Linked DNA regions of Mus musculus: regions 1, 2 and 3 are each linked to region 4. Evidence: chromatin contacts called from public HiChIP or PLAC-seq, Micro-C and promoter capture Hi-C data. All regions are on one chromosome and are shown on one strand. Each heading gives the region's core, a stretch centred on a gene start, on an enhancer-like site or on the middle of the called end of the contact. The rest is flanking DNA. Distances are from core to core; before and after follow the strand shown. Region 1 holds the start of Chga (chromogranin A). Region 2 holds the start of Fam181a (family with sequence similarity 181, member A). Region 3 holds the start of Prima1 (proline rich membrane anchor 1). Region 4 holds the start of Unc79 (unc-79 homolog).

Evidence for each region. Promoter capture Hi-C pulls out the DNA fragments that hold promoters and counts their contacts. Hi-C and Micro-C count contacts between places; a contact is called where the count stands out from the background. HiChIP or PLAC-seq counts read pairs in DNA pulled down with a chosen protein or histone mark.
Region 1: a Micro-C map of granulosa cells shows a contact between it and region 4, with 2.2 times the contacts expected there. The contact joins the promoter of Chga here to the promoter of Unc79 in region 4. A contact is called at or near these places in 2 of 39 promoter capture datasets (both in liver) and 2 of 484 Hi-C or Micro-C datasets (embryonic stem cells and granulosa cells).
Region 2: a promoter capture Hi-C map of stem cell-derived epiblast-like cells shows a contact between it and region 4, with 2.8 times the contacts expected there. The contact joins the promoter of Fam181a here to the promoter of Unc79 in region 4. A contact is called at or near these places in 3 of 39 promoter capture datasets (embryonic stem cells, neural stem cells and stem cell-derived epiblast-like cells), 8 of 484 Hi-C or Micro-C datasets (all in embryonic stem cells) and 1 of 9 other capture datasets (pancreatic islet).
Region 3: an H3K4me3 HiChIP or PLAC-seq map of embryonic stem cells shows a contact between it and region 4, with 2.2 times the contacts expected there. The contact joins the promoter of Prima1 here to the promoter of Unc79 in region 4. A contact is called at or near these places in 2 of 484 Hi-C or Micro-C datasets (both in embryonic stem cells) and 1 of 115 datasets of contacts at active chromatin or transcription factors (embryonic stem cells).

Annotation. Positions count from the first base shown.
Region 1 is chr12:102,553,662-102,556,361 of GRCm38.p6, forward strand. Chga (chromogranin A) reads left to right here and starts at 1,280. Exons shown (of 8, transcript NM_007693.2): 1 at 1,280-1,509; 2 at 2,224-2,270. The coding sequence starts at 1,464.
Region 2 is chr12:103,313,446-103,316,289 of GRCm38.p6, forward strand. Fam181a (family with sequence similarity 181, member A) reads left to right here and starts at 1,514. Exons shown (of 2, transcript NM_001195726.1): 1 at 1,514-1,625; 2 at 2,327-2,844. The coding sequence starts at 2,393. It overlaps Gm29508 (predicted gene 29508), which reads right to left and starts at 1,324. Exons shown (of 3, transcript NR_136894.1): 1 at 1,070-1,324.
Region 3 is chr12:103,240,814-103,243,556 of GRCm38.p6, forward strand. Prima1 (proline rich membrane anchor 1) reads right to left here and starts at 1,333. Exons shown (of 5, transcript NM_133364.2): 1 at 1,262-1,333; 2 at 527-649. The coding sequence starts at 619.
Region 4 is chr12:102,947,560-102,950,259 of GRCm38.p6, forward strand. Unc79 (unc-79 homolog) reads left to right here and starts at 1,300. Exons shown (of 49, transcript NM_001081017.2): 1 at 1,300-2,016. The coding sequence starts at 1,995.

The DNA of each region.
Region 1 (2,700 bases), core at 30-2,529, 390 kb before region 4:
CACAGGTTCTGGCTCACTTTAAATGCCACCTCCTGGTAAGGCCTCCTCAGAACCAGCCTCTTCAATGTATTCCTGTCCCTCACTAGAACTCCGCCCGCTTCTCTGCTTTATGCTCGTAGCATGGCCACTACCCAGCACAGTGTACATCTTGTTTCTTTCTCTGGAAAGGGAATTCTATAAGGGTTGGGTTTGCTGTTTTGTTTACAGCTGCGTCTTTGGCACCCAGCACAGCTGAGTGGTTCTAAGCCCACGTCGATGCTTAACACATGGTTGTTGAATGAATACACGCGAAGCCGGTTCTCATTTAGGGGCATGAGTAGGCAGAGGTGTGGGCAGGAAGCAGGAAAGAGCGGAAACAGGTGCGGACAGAAAGGAGGGGCTCTGAAGGATGCCAGTCAGTGCCAAACTGTCATCCAGATACCAGGTTCACTGTGGCCCTAGGCCCAGGCTGCACGGGGCTTCCCATGTGGTCTGCCCAGGGTGAGAGCAGAACTGCGGTGGGCGGGGCAGAAGGAAACCAACCAGGAAGCAGGGTTGCACCCAAATTATCCAGGTTTTAAGTACATTTAAGAGACAAGGCTGGGCTGTTGAAGGCAGAGGTGTCCCTGGGGTGCTGGACTAGGACTGACCACTTCTGTTTTAGTTTAATGGTGAGAACTGCCTCACACTGCTACCTGCCTTACTTGCCCCTTGAGAGCTGTGAGCCTAGGACCCACCCATGTGTGGGTTGGACCTTCAGTCCACACACTGAACGTGTGTGAAGCCACTGGTTGTCAGCGCAGGGCTCTCGGCACTGAGGAAGCAGTGACCACTATCCCCTATCAAATAACAATTAAATACACACAGAATGCGAGGCACACAACTGAGTTTCAGGAGAGGCCTCGCTCAGGCAAGGGGTTCAAGAGGCTTCTGTGGGACCCGCTGGATGTTCCAGGGAGTTCTTAAAGATGGGCGTGCCTCCAGCCAAGTGAAATCAAGAGAAAAGTACGCGAAGTATAGGAAAACTCAGCAGTCTGGAGAGGTAAATAGGGGAGGAATCCGAGGCTCAGAGACAGGAGTGACTTGCCCACGGACGCACAGCAAGTTGGCAGGTGGAGTTTCAGCTGTGCCACCTTCTGAAGCCGGGTACCCTTTACAGCCACCAGATACAAGCGGGATAGAGACAGCTGATGGAGAAGCTGGAGGTGGGGGGCGGGACCCCGAAGGTGGGGAAAGGGCGCGGGGGGGCGGTCCTATGACGTAATTTCCTGGGTGTGTGCGCGCGTGTGCGTGCGTGTGCGTGTATATAAAAGCCGGCATAGCATTGCTGCTGCTGCCGCCGCCACCGCCACCATCACCGCTGTTACCACCACCGCTACTGCAGTGTTCCCGCTGGTGCAGAGCTTTGGTAGCCAGACTACAGACCCACTCCCGCCATCCTCCTGCAGCAGCTCGTCCACTCTTTCCGCACCGTCCGGCTCGCTATGCGCTCCACCGCGGTTCTGGCGCTTCTGCTGTGCGCCGGGCAAGGTGAGCGGCTCCGGGCTGGGCAGCACGATCCCCTCTCTTGCCCCAGGTCCCTAGAGGAGCCGGAGGATTCAGCACCTCGGACAGCACCAGGTCTCCTGCTTGAGTCCAGGCGCAAGACCCATAATGTTGGCTATGGTCGCCCACCACACCCGAAGAAACTATAAAGCCTGACCCAACCCCACTGGGCAGACCATCCCCACCCATGTCCGCACACCACCCACTGGTGCTCTGGCTCCACGCCGACCAAGGTCACTGGGGGGAGATAGGGGACTGGCGCGGGCTTCTCAACCCCTCTCCTGTCCTTCCACCCTCCAGCCTGTCCTTGATCTCTTCCCTCACCCCTGCTCTTTCCCGCCACGTCTGGGGTTTCTCCCCTTGCCTGCCTCTGTTCCTATCTCAGTCCCACTACATGGCTGGGCCTGGGCTTGTTTTCATTGAACTTGATTTCAGCTCTGTATTCCCATGGGGAAGGGTTGAGGCTCTTCAGTGCAGCCTCTGAGCCCAGCCCCCCCCCGGGGGTGCAGCATGGAGGGGGGGATAGCAGAATCAGTGCTGCTAACTTATTTGGGTTTTGAGGGTGTGTTGGTTGGTGGGTCCCTTGAGCCTCCCGCAGGGAAGGACTGGGGTTCCCTCGTTGCAGAGAGATAGCCCCAATTAGCAATCTCAAGTGCTCTCTCTCTCGCTCTCTCTCTCTCTCTCTCTCTCTCTCTCCAGTTTTTGCCCTTCCTGTGAACAGCCCCATGACAAAAGGGGACACCAAGGTAAGAAGGAATGTTGGGGTACCCTGGGAGAGGAAGGGTTCCCTGTGGACTCCTCAGGGCCAATCCTTGGGCAGCTGCAGGAAAGAGTCTGGCATAGAGCCAAAAGGCAGCACTGCAGCGGCTGAGCCTGCACAGGGGACAGCTTGCACAAGAAGACATCAAAGATCTCTTGCTTTTGTTGCTGCCCAGCTACAGTGACTTCCCAAGGGGCCCATGTCTCACCCGATGAGTCCTGGGACCAGGGACACTGGTCTGAGCCATGACCATAGCTTCTCCTGCCCTAGGTGCACAGACCTGCCTGGCTGTCACCTCTCTTTGTCATTCCTCTTCTCCTACCCTCACTCTGCCCAGAGCTTCCTCTGGCAGTAAGAAAGAAGCCACATCAGATGCTAGGACCACATTCACATCAGAGCCAGGGGTGTTCTTCCTC
Region 2 (2,844 bases), core at 264-2,763, 370 kb after region 4:
GCTGCTGCAGAGGCCTTCCCCGTGCCAAGCCGACGTAGGACAGAGCACACGAAGGGCTCTGGAGAGTCTAATGTGAGCTGGTTACCAGGACAGGGGTCCTAATGCCAGCAGCACACCCTTGTTTGTTCTGCTCTGGCTCTGCACAGAGAGCATGTGGAGCTCTTGGAGTTAGAGCTGCAGCTCATTAGCCCTGGGCCGTCTCCTCCAGAGGAGGGAACTTAGGGCTACTCTAGACAGGTGCCTCATCCCTACAGCAGATGTCTCTTGGTGCCACTCCTAAGTCAGGGTATGCAACCATGCCTGTGGTATGAAGCTGTGGGCCACTATGCAGTCGGAGACAGAAGAAGATGACAGAAAGACAGGGAAAGGGGAGGAAAGTGGACCTGCGGGGGTCCACTGAGCTGGCTAGCATGGAGACCCTGCCCGGGAGCACTTCCCAGACAGTTCTCCTTCACCGGGCTGCTCTCAGCCTCACCTTCTTTCTGGGCATTTGATGGGCAGGGCCACGGCAGCCTGGGCTCCCTCACTTGCTCCAACTGAGCGGCCCTGCTTGCAGCCCTGCCGGCGTTGGCACGGTGACAGTAGCCAAGTGTGCAAACTTGTGCCATTGTCCCTGGGCCAGGGGGAGCCATGGAGACTAGCTAATATGACACAGGAAAATGTTTGCTGATGGCAATTCTATGGGCTTTGTCCACCTCTTTCTCCATCATGACGACTCGATTTAAGTCCCTAACTGTTTGACTACAAACGCAAGGGGACCGTGCAACGCCACCCTTTTGTCCGGCCGCACTGAATGGGCAATTCAGGCTTTGTGCAGCTCAATTGAGGAAGCAAACATAAAGACAAGATTCCTGAGAGCCTCGGCTCCCTTCCCATGGATATCCCAGCACCCCTCAGCCAGCCCGCCAGGGCTACCTTTCCCCACATCAGTGCACCTCTCAAATCCATCCCAGGGGGACCCTTCAGGAAGGACGGTTGAAAGAGGTGAGAGACACGAGGCCAGAGACAGAGTCAGAGAATGCACACTCAACACTCAAGGGCAGAGGAAAAGCAGCCCACTCCGGCTTACCCCATCCGATTGTCTGTCTGCACTGGAGCATGGCAGCTGGAGACCTGAAGTATCTGGGGAAGGTTGGGTGCCTGTCTCACTGTGCCCAGCCCTCCTTGATCCTGAATACTTTTTGCGCGCACACACACACACACACACACACACACACACACACACACACACCTCAAGAAACCAGGTTACTGAGGTCAAGGGGAGGAGTGGGTATGGAGACTGGAGAAAAGTGGGGCTGAAGGGTAGAAATTTACCGGGAAATGATTGCATTTGGGAGCTGTCTTTTTTTGTGATGGTCCCCATGGTGACAATTTGTGACGGCAAAGAATGTGGGACCGGGGCTCCGCCGCCTGATTGGGATGCTTTGTATCTGGAGAGGCGCTCCTGATTGGCCTGAGGGCCCCCCAGCTCCGGACTTGTCCTCCATTCAGCCCACTCAAGGGCTGTGCACAACTGCTTCTCAGCCTGCACGGAGCTCACTGCACGCCAGCTCGTCAGGCTTGCGGGGGTCTACGGTGGGGAACCTGCCGGCCACGTTGGCGGGGGGCCCTGGCCTTCACCTTCGGTCAGTACGGAGTCCCAAGTGGTTTGGCCTGGCTGGGTGGAGGGCAGGGCGTGAGCGGACTAGAGCCTTGGGGGAGGGGCACAGTACTGTGGGTGGTGGCCGAGGAGGCATGAAATTGCTGCAGATGCTTCTACAGGGGAGTCCCTGCGGCCGGCAGGGATGAGCCTTGAAGGCAGGTCTAGATTAAGTGCTAGACAGAGATCCTGCCTGGCCCTGTGTGAGAGTTGGGGGTGGAGCGTGGGGACTGCGGAGGGGGCGGGGTGGTGGGAGGGGAAGGCCACCACCAAGGAGGGGGAAGGGGGCTTGGCCTTCTTTAGAGGATTTCTTTGGCTTTGAAAATAAAAACTTGAATGGTGAGTCGTGCGCGCTGGCCTTCACGATGTGTGGGAGATGCGACCAACTGGGAATGTAGCCCCAGCAATGCCACTTGTAGCTGGGTGGCTTTGAGCAAGGTGTTTGCAGTTTCTGAGCCTTGACTTCCAGAAGAGGGCAACAGGCCCCAGAAGACTGAATGAGATAGTTGACACCTGTCTCATCTCAGATAGTCAAAAGGTGCTGAATAACGACTCACCAGCCCCATTGTGGATTCTGTTTGGGACAGAAGAATGGAGGATGTGTGCATTGGGTCCTGGTGGCCCTGGGGAAGGCGTAACTGCCCTGGAGAGACTCCTGCTGCCTATTGCATTCATTGTGTTCCCTAGGTCTGCCCTGTGCGCTCCTCCAGAGCCCATGCTCTTCATGGAAAGCCCTGCACAGTTCTCGTGGTGATGGCAGCTGACAGTGACGTGAAGATGCTTCTGAATTTTGTCAACCTGGCGTCCAGTGACATCAAGGCGGCCCTGGACAAGTCCGCACCCTGCCGCCGCTCTGTGGACCATCGCAAGTACCTGCAGAAGCAACTCAAGCGCTTCTCTCAGAAGTACTCGCGGCTCCCTAGGGGCCTGCCTGGCAGGGTGGCAGAGCCCCACCTGCAGAGGGGACCTGAAGAGAGGCCTGGACGGCCACCCCTCCATCCCTGTCCCCAATCCAGCCCCGGTGGGGGTGGGAGCTGCACAGAAAAGGCCCTGGGGACCCCCTTTAGGGAGGAATGCCTTTCTAAGGATCAGGGCTTCCGGGGGCTGAATCCAGAGGCTGCTAGACCCGGCCAGGTTCCCATGAGGAAGAGACAGCTGCCCGCCTCGTTCTGGGAGGAGCCAAGGCCCACTCTCAGCTACCCAAT
Region 3 (2,743 bases), core at 83-2,582, 290 kb after region 4:
AAGACTGGGAGGTCAAAGGTGAGGGTTTGTCCTCCAGCAGTCTTGACAGACTGTGTTTTGCATGAATCGTGGGTCACCATCCACCTCCCCAGCCACCACTTAGAAGAAACACAGCCCTTACCCCAGGTTGGAGACAGTTAGTTGGAAGGCTAATTTGAAGTTTAGGGGTCGAATCTGGTAGGAAACAAGGCACCACTGTGGGATTTTTTTTTTGGGGGGGGGTTGGGTTTTTTTTGGTATTGTTGTTTGTTTGTTTATAAGTTTGTTTCTTTCCATAAAAGCTGCAGTAGAGTTCACTATGAGGTCTTAGCACCTTCCTATATCACGTTCATTCAGTACTGCAGGCCTTAGGCCACAACTGAGACTCTTTGCAAAGTTTCTTATTTTTTTTCAGGGTCAGAGCATGTTATACTTGACCAGTTTTTCTTCCTCCCCAAGTATCCCCAAGACCACTCAGTAGGTGGCTGTAGGGGGAGCTCTGAAGTGACCCTACCCCCTTCCCAGGAGGCCTCTGCCCGCTTCTCACCTGAACTAAACCCCAGAGTGGGTGCAGCGCACAGTGCAGCAGAAGTGAGGGCCAGCAGCAGCCATGGCGCAGCACCAGGTCCCGGAGTAGCATCTCGGCCTGCGGCGCCCACTGGTGAGCTAACTGTCAAGGGAGCAAGGCTTGAGTCAGGTGGACACTGCATAAACCATAGCACCAATTCAAGAACCAACTCGATGAGGACTCACTTGCCCCGCACTTTGGGGCACCTGCGCAAAGCAAGTCTTCATCTTCCTTCCAGTGCGCACACACTTGCTGACTCTCGGTGCTTCCCAGAACTCACACCTACCTATCCTGGAGCACACCCCCTCCCCTTCAGAATACCGCATGCACACCTTGATCCCGTGCACACCCCCAGAAACATCCAAACACACTTATTGAACCTCATACAAACCCAGAAACGGCCATGCACAACTCTGACTAGGAGTACGCTTCAAACCCAGAGTGAATCACTCACTCTGCGCGCGCACGCACTGTGACCCCCATGCACCGCCACCGACTCCCGTCCGCACACTTGACTCTGCTTGCACAGTACCACCAAATCACTCGCTGCATGTAGTCTTTCTGCCCCAGGGACTTCAGTGCGCACACTGTCTCATAGGCACCTCCGTACGTGCCCCCATTTGCCGCCCAAACCCCAGCTCCTGTTCCCGGGCAGGCGTAGGTTTTCCTGCACGCCCCCATCACCGCCCGCACCCCTCCGATGCCTCACGCCACCTTGCCTGGTGGCGACCCCCACCGATCGTCGACACGGAGAAGGGAGGTCAGGGTTGCCCCCACAGCAGCTCTGCTCTCAGCAGCCGGACGGCCCCCATTTAAAGCCAGCCGCCTCCCCAGTCCCCCGCCCTCTAGGCGGGGCCTCTAAGCTCACCCTGGCGGCTGCGCGCGCGCTCGGGGGCTTCACTTGCAGAGGACGAGCGCGGGGCGCTGGAGCAAAAGTTTGCGCGCTGCTTGGGCCTCCAGGGCAGCTGATCTGGGAGACCGGGGCGCGGCGCACTCGCACGGAGCTCCAGGCTCCGCTTGGCCGCGCGCGGGCCGGGAAAGGCGGCCACTTCCGAGGTCGGGCAGCCCAGGCAGAGGGTGGGGAAAGTGTCCTCGGGTCCTCCGCGAGCGGGCCGCAGGAGTCCTCCTTCAGCCCAGCCACGGGTCCCTGCGCCGCCCCGGTCCCCGCCCTTCCTGGTGGCGCCGAGCGGCTGCCCGGGGCGCAGGGTGCCCGGGGCCCGCGGGAGGCAGCGGGCGAGAGGCGCCGGCCCGGAGCACCCGCTCCGGCAGCAGGGCCGCGGGCGGAGGCGAAATAAATAATGCACGAAAAAGGAAAACAGACGTGAGCGGAGCCAGAGCCTCGCCCGCCTCCCTCCCGGGCTGCACTCCCGCCCGCGCTCCCCGCTGCCGCGGCCGCCAGCGCCGCTGCAGTGATTCCTCGTCTCCATCTAGCGAGGCTATTGTGTATTGGGCGCTTAATAATTTATTTATTCACCCTAGAGGCCGAGGACTCCCAGTGACAGTGGCAACCTGCTTCTGCTTGCCCTTCCCTCAAGTTCATCCCCCAGGCTGCGGGAAGGTGGTAGTAAGGTCTGACTAGTGGGGACCCCGTCTGTACACTATCATAGCGGCGCCCCCTTTCCCCTGTGTGTGCTGAGCTAGGATGGTGCTGGCTAGCCCTCCAAAGCAATGTGCCTGACCTCCCTCCATTTGGCAATCATGACCTCGGGACCTCTCTATTAACTCCGCTGTGTCTTAGGGGGAGTTGTGACATTTCAGGGAAAGCCTTCTCCCCAGGACTTTTCCTCCACTATCCACAAACTCCTGTTTGATGCAAGATTATCAACAAGTCGGTTCTTCAGGAAGGAGCTGGTTGCATCTCGTTCAAACAAGCTGCATGCTGCTCCTTCCTACAGGAGCCTTCCCAGGCGCCACGCAGGCGCCCTGCTCATCTGGTGATAGCGCTTTATTAAATGCTCTGATTGATGTTCCCTGGAGGTGGGGGTGTGACCATTCCAGTCAAAGTCGCAAAGAGCTGGGCAATTCTGCCTGGGGTTAGGTAAGAGAACCGGAGGCTTATAACCGAGGGTAGATACCACAGCCCACTGGTTAAGAAAGTTACTTAGTTCCCCTTGGCTGTCCCCAAGTCACTCCAGGTAAACTCACAAAAGTACAAAGTGCTTTGCAAAGCAGGTTTCAGACCAATTCTCCTGCAGC
Region 4 (2,700 bases), core at 50-2,549:
CAGGCAGGGGGTGGGGGAATTATTTCCAAGACGTATTTCTTCCTTTGTTCTGTGTTTGTCCAAGCTACTTTTTTTTTCTTTCAAATTTCAATTACTGTTTTCTTTATTAATGCCTCCAGCTTCCCAGAAATTTTGGAATAAATCCTTGAGCTTTCCTCTAATCACACAAAACGCTTGTCATTTTCTCAGAAATGTTCATTATATTCATATTTTGTTCAGAACCACTTCCATGTATTTTGATTTTATTTACTCAAGATGAACTGTTCGCCGTCGTTCTTCAAAGAATCATTTGTCTTTCCCTGAGACGGGGCTGTGGTCTGGGGAGTAAGCAGTGGTAGAGCGCGATGGTCTCTGGGCAGGTACCTCAAGCTACCTACCAAGAATGCAGTCGGAGGGGCATCCTCAGGCGCCAAATCCCTTCCCCTTGTTCGCAGTCAAACAGCTCCACAGTACTTGCACCACGGACAGCTCCCTAGACGTCTGTTTTCTAGGCCACTTGGAATACCTTGATAATTGTTCCCAGTGTTTTGTTTTTAATAGTCAAAGATCTGGATAATTAGTACTTTTCTCAGGGAATTTACTAGTATTTCCTTAACCTACATATCATTCTTCCTGAGATGGAAGAACATTGATTTTCTTCATATTAAAAATAGCTCATCAACTTACAGTTCCTATTGCTTTTGCTAAACCAGTTTGCTATGCTTGTTGTCCCCCACCCCCACCCCCGCACCCCGCCCAGTTTTCCAAATGAACGATTTGAGTGAAGACTGGTTCTAATGACTGGCAGTTAGTCTTTCTGTTTCCGTTGTATTATTCCACTGCCCATTGATTCCGGGCGGCAGGGCGGATTTTATTGTTCCCATTTTACAGATGATGAAGAACCATAGGCTTACGGATAGCAAGCAATGGAACAGAGTCTGGGATCTGGTTCTCCTAAACCCAGGCTTCTAGTGCTTTTCTACTTTGAGGTGGACTCTCCAGGAGTCTTCCTATTAATATGCATGTTGCCCTTTTGATCGCTCCCCTTTTCCATTGGTTTCTGCTTCCCAGCAGAGAGAGGGGCTTCTCCCAGGCGCCCAGCCTGGACTGCTTGCGAGGAGCACACCTGGGTTCTTTCTGTCTCCAGTTTCTCCTCTTCCTTTTCTGTGGACCTTCCACCTTTACCATCTATGGAAATCTCCTCCTTTCCCTAGCTCCAACCCACACCCCCTCAAGTCTTCTCACAGCCCCCTGGCTTTGGGACCTCCCATCGCTGCTCAGCAGCAGGAGAGCCCATCCGCCAGGGGAGGCAGAGGGCACGGAGCGCAGCACGCCGGGAAGCCATGCAGAGGGTTACTTCTCCATTTCCTTCCTCGCAGTCCTCTGGAGCACTGTCGTCGCCCTCCGGCCCGGCTGTGTGCAGCCCGCCCCGGATCCGCCTCCCTGCCCTTCCTCCCGGAGGCTGAGACGCGCGTGGGACGCACCTGTGCTCCTCTCCGGTCACCGCGTCGAGGCGCCGGGGGCTGCTTCGCTCGCAGGATCTACGGGCCTGGAGAACGCCAATGGGGAGATCCAAATGGTCGGGGACTCCGGCACTTTAAGAGGCTTTTCTCTGGGAAACACCCGGCCCCTCCGTGCGCCTTATGAATGGAAATACTCCTCCCCCGGTCGAGCCCATTTTCCCATTTCACCAGGAGCCGCAGCTCGCTCTCTCCTTTCGGTCTCCCCGCCCACATCCACGCGGGCAGCTCCAGGAGGGGACGGACAGGAAGCCTTTGGCCGCCCATTAAATCCCACCCATTTCTCCGGGGGCGATTTCCTAACCTTCCGGGACCGAATTCTGCAATTTGATGTGCGTTTTGTCCGAATGGTAGCGACACGGGCCTAAGGGAGGGGGAAAGCGAGGGGGTGGGGGGTGGGGGGTATGCGCTCTTTTCCTCGCAACATCGCTGGCGGAGCGAGGGAGCTCACACGACACAGATTTTGGGGCAAAGCCTTTCCATCTGGACAGCACCATGTCCACCAAAGCGGAGCAGTGTAAGTAGCAGCCGGCCCGGCGTTCGGCCCGGCCTCCGGCTGGGAGCTATCGCAGCTGCGGCGTTTGCGGCTGCTGGGAGACCTTGGCATTGTGCTGGTGCGGGGGTGGGGGCTGAGGTTGGGGCGGGTGGCGGGTGGGGGGTGGAAGGAGGTGGGGGAGGGTGGACGGCGGAGGCAGCGCGGCGCTGTCCCCGGTGCTGAAAAATAATGCAGTCTACTGGGGCTAGCAGTGGGGTTCTCCAGACCGAAGACCCCGCGAGACGAAATTAAAATGGGGTCAATCTCGGGAAAAAGAGGCCTCGTATCTTTCAGATAAACATTTCGGTATCTCTTGTTGGAGTGGGGGAAGGGGGGCAGCGGCAAATCAGGGGCGGGGAACTGTCAGTTGCAACCAAAGCCTGCCTGGCCTTCTGAGCATGCCCAGTTCCTGGTGCTGGAGCCATCGGGGAGTTTGAGTCTGCAGTTTCCACTTCGGGTGGAAGAGGCAAGAAGGGAGAGAGGGGGGAGGGAACAGAGAGCAGGCTGAATTCTGCATTCAGTATAAAGAAAATTAACTCGTGCATAGCAACACTGCTCCCCTGGAGCAACTAACCTCCACTGTGTGGGGGCTTACAAGAGAGTGAAAGGGGTATTGGGAAAATGATCTAATTGATCTAATGATTTTTCCAAAGAGCAGGCTTTCTT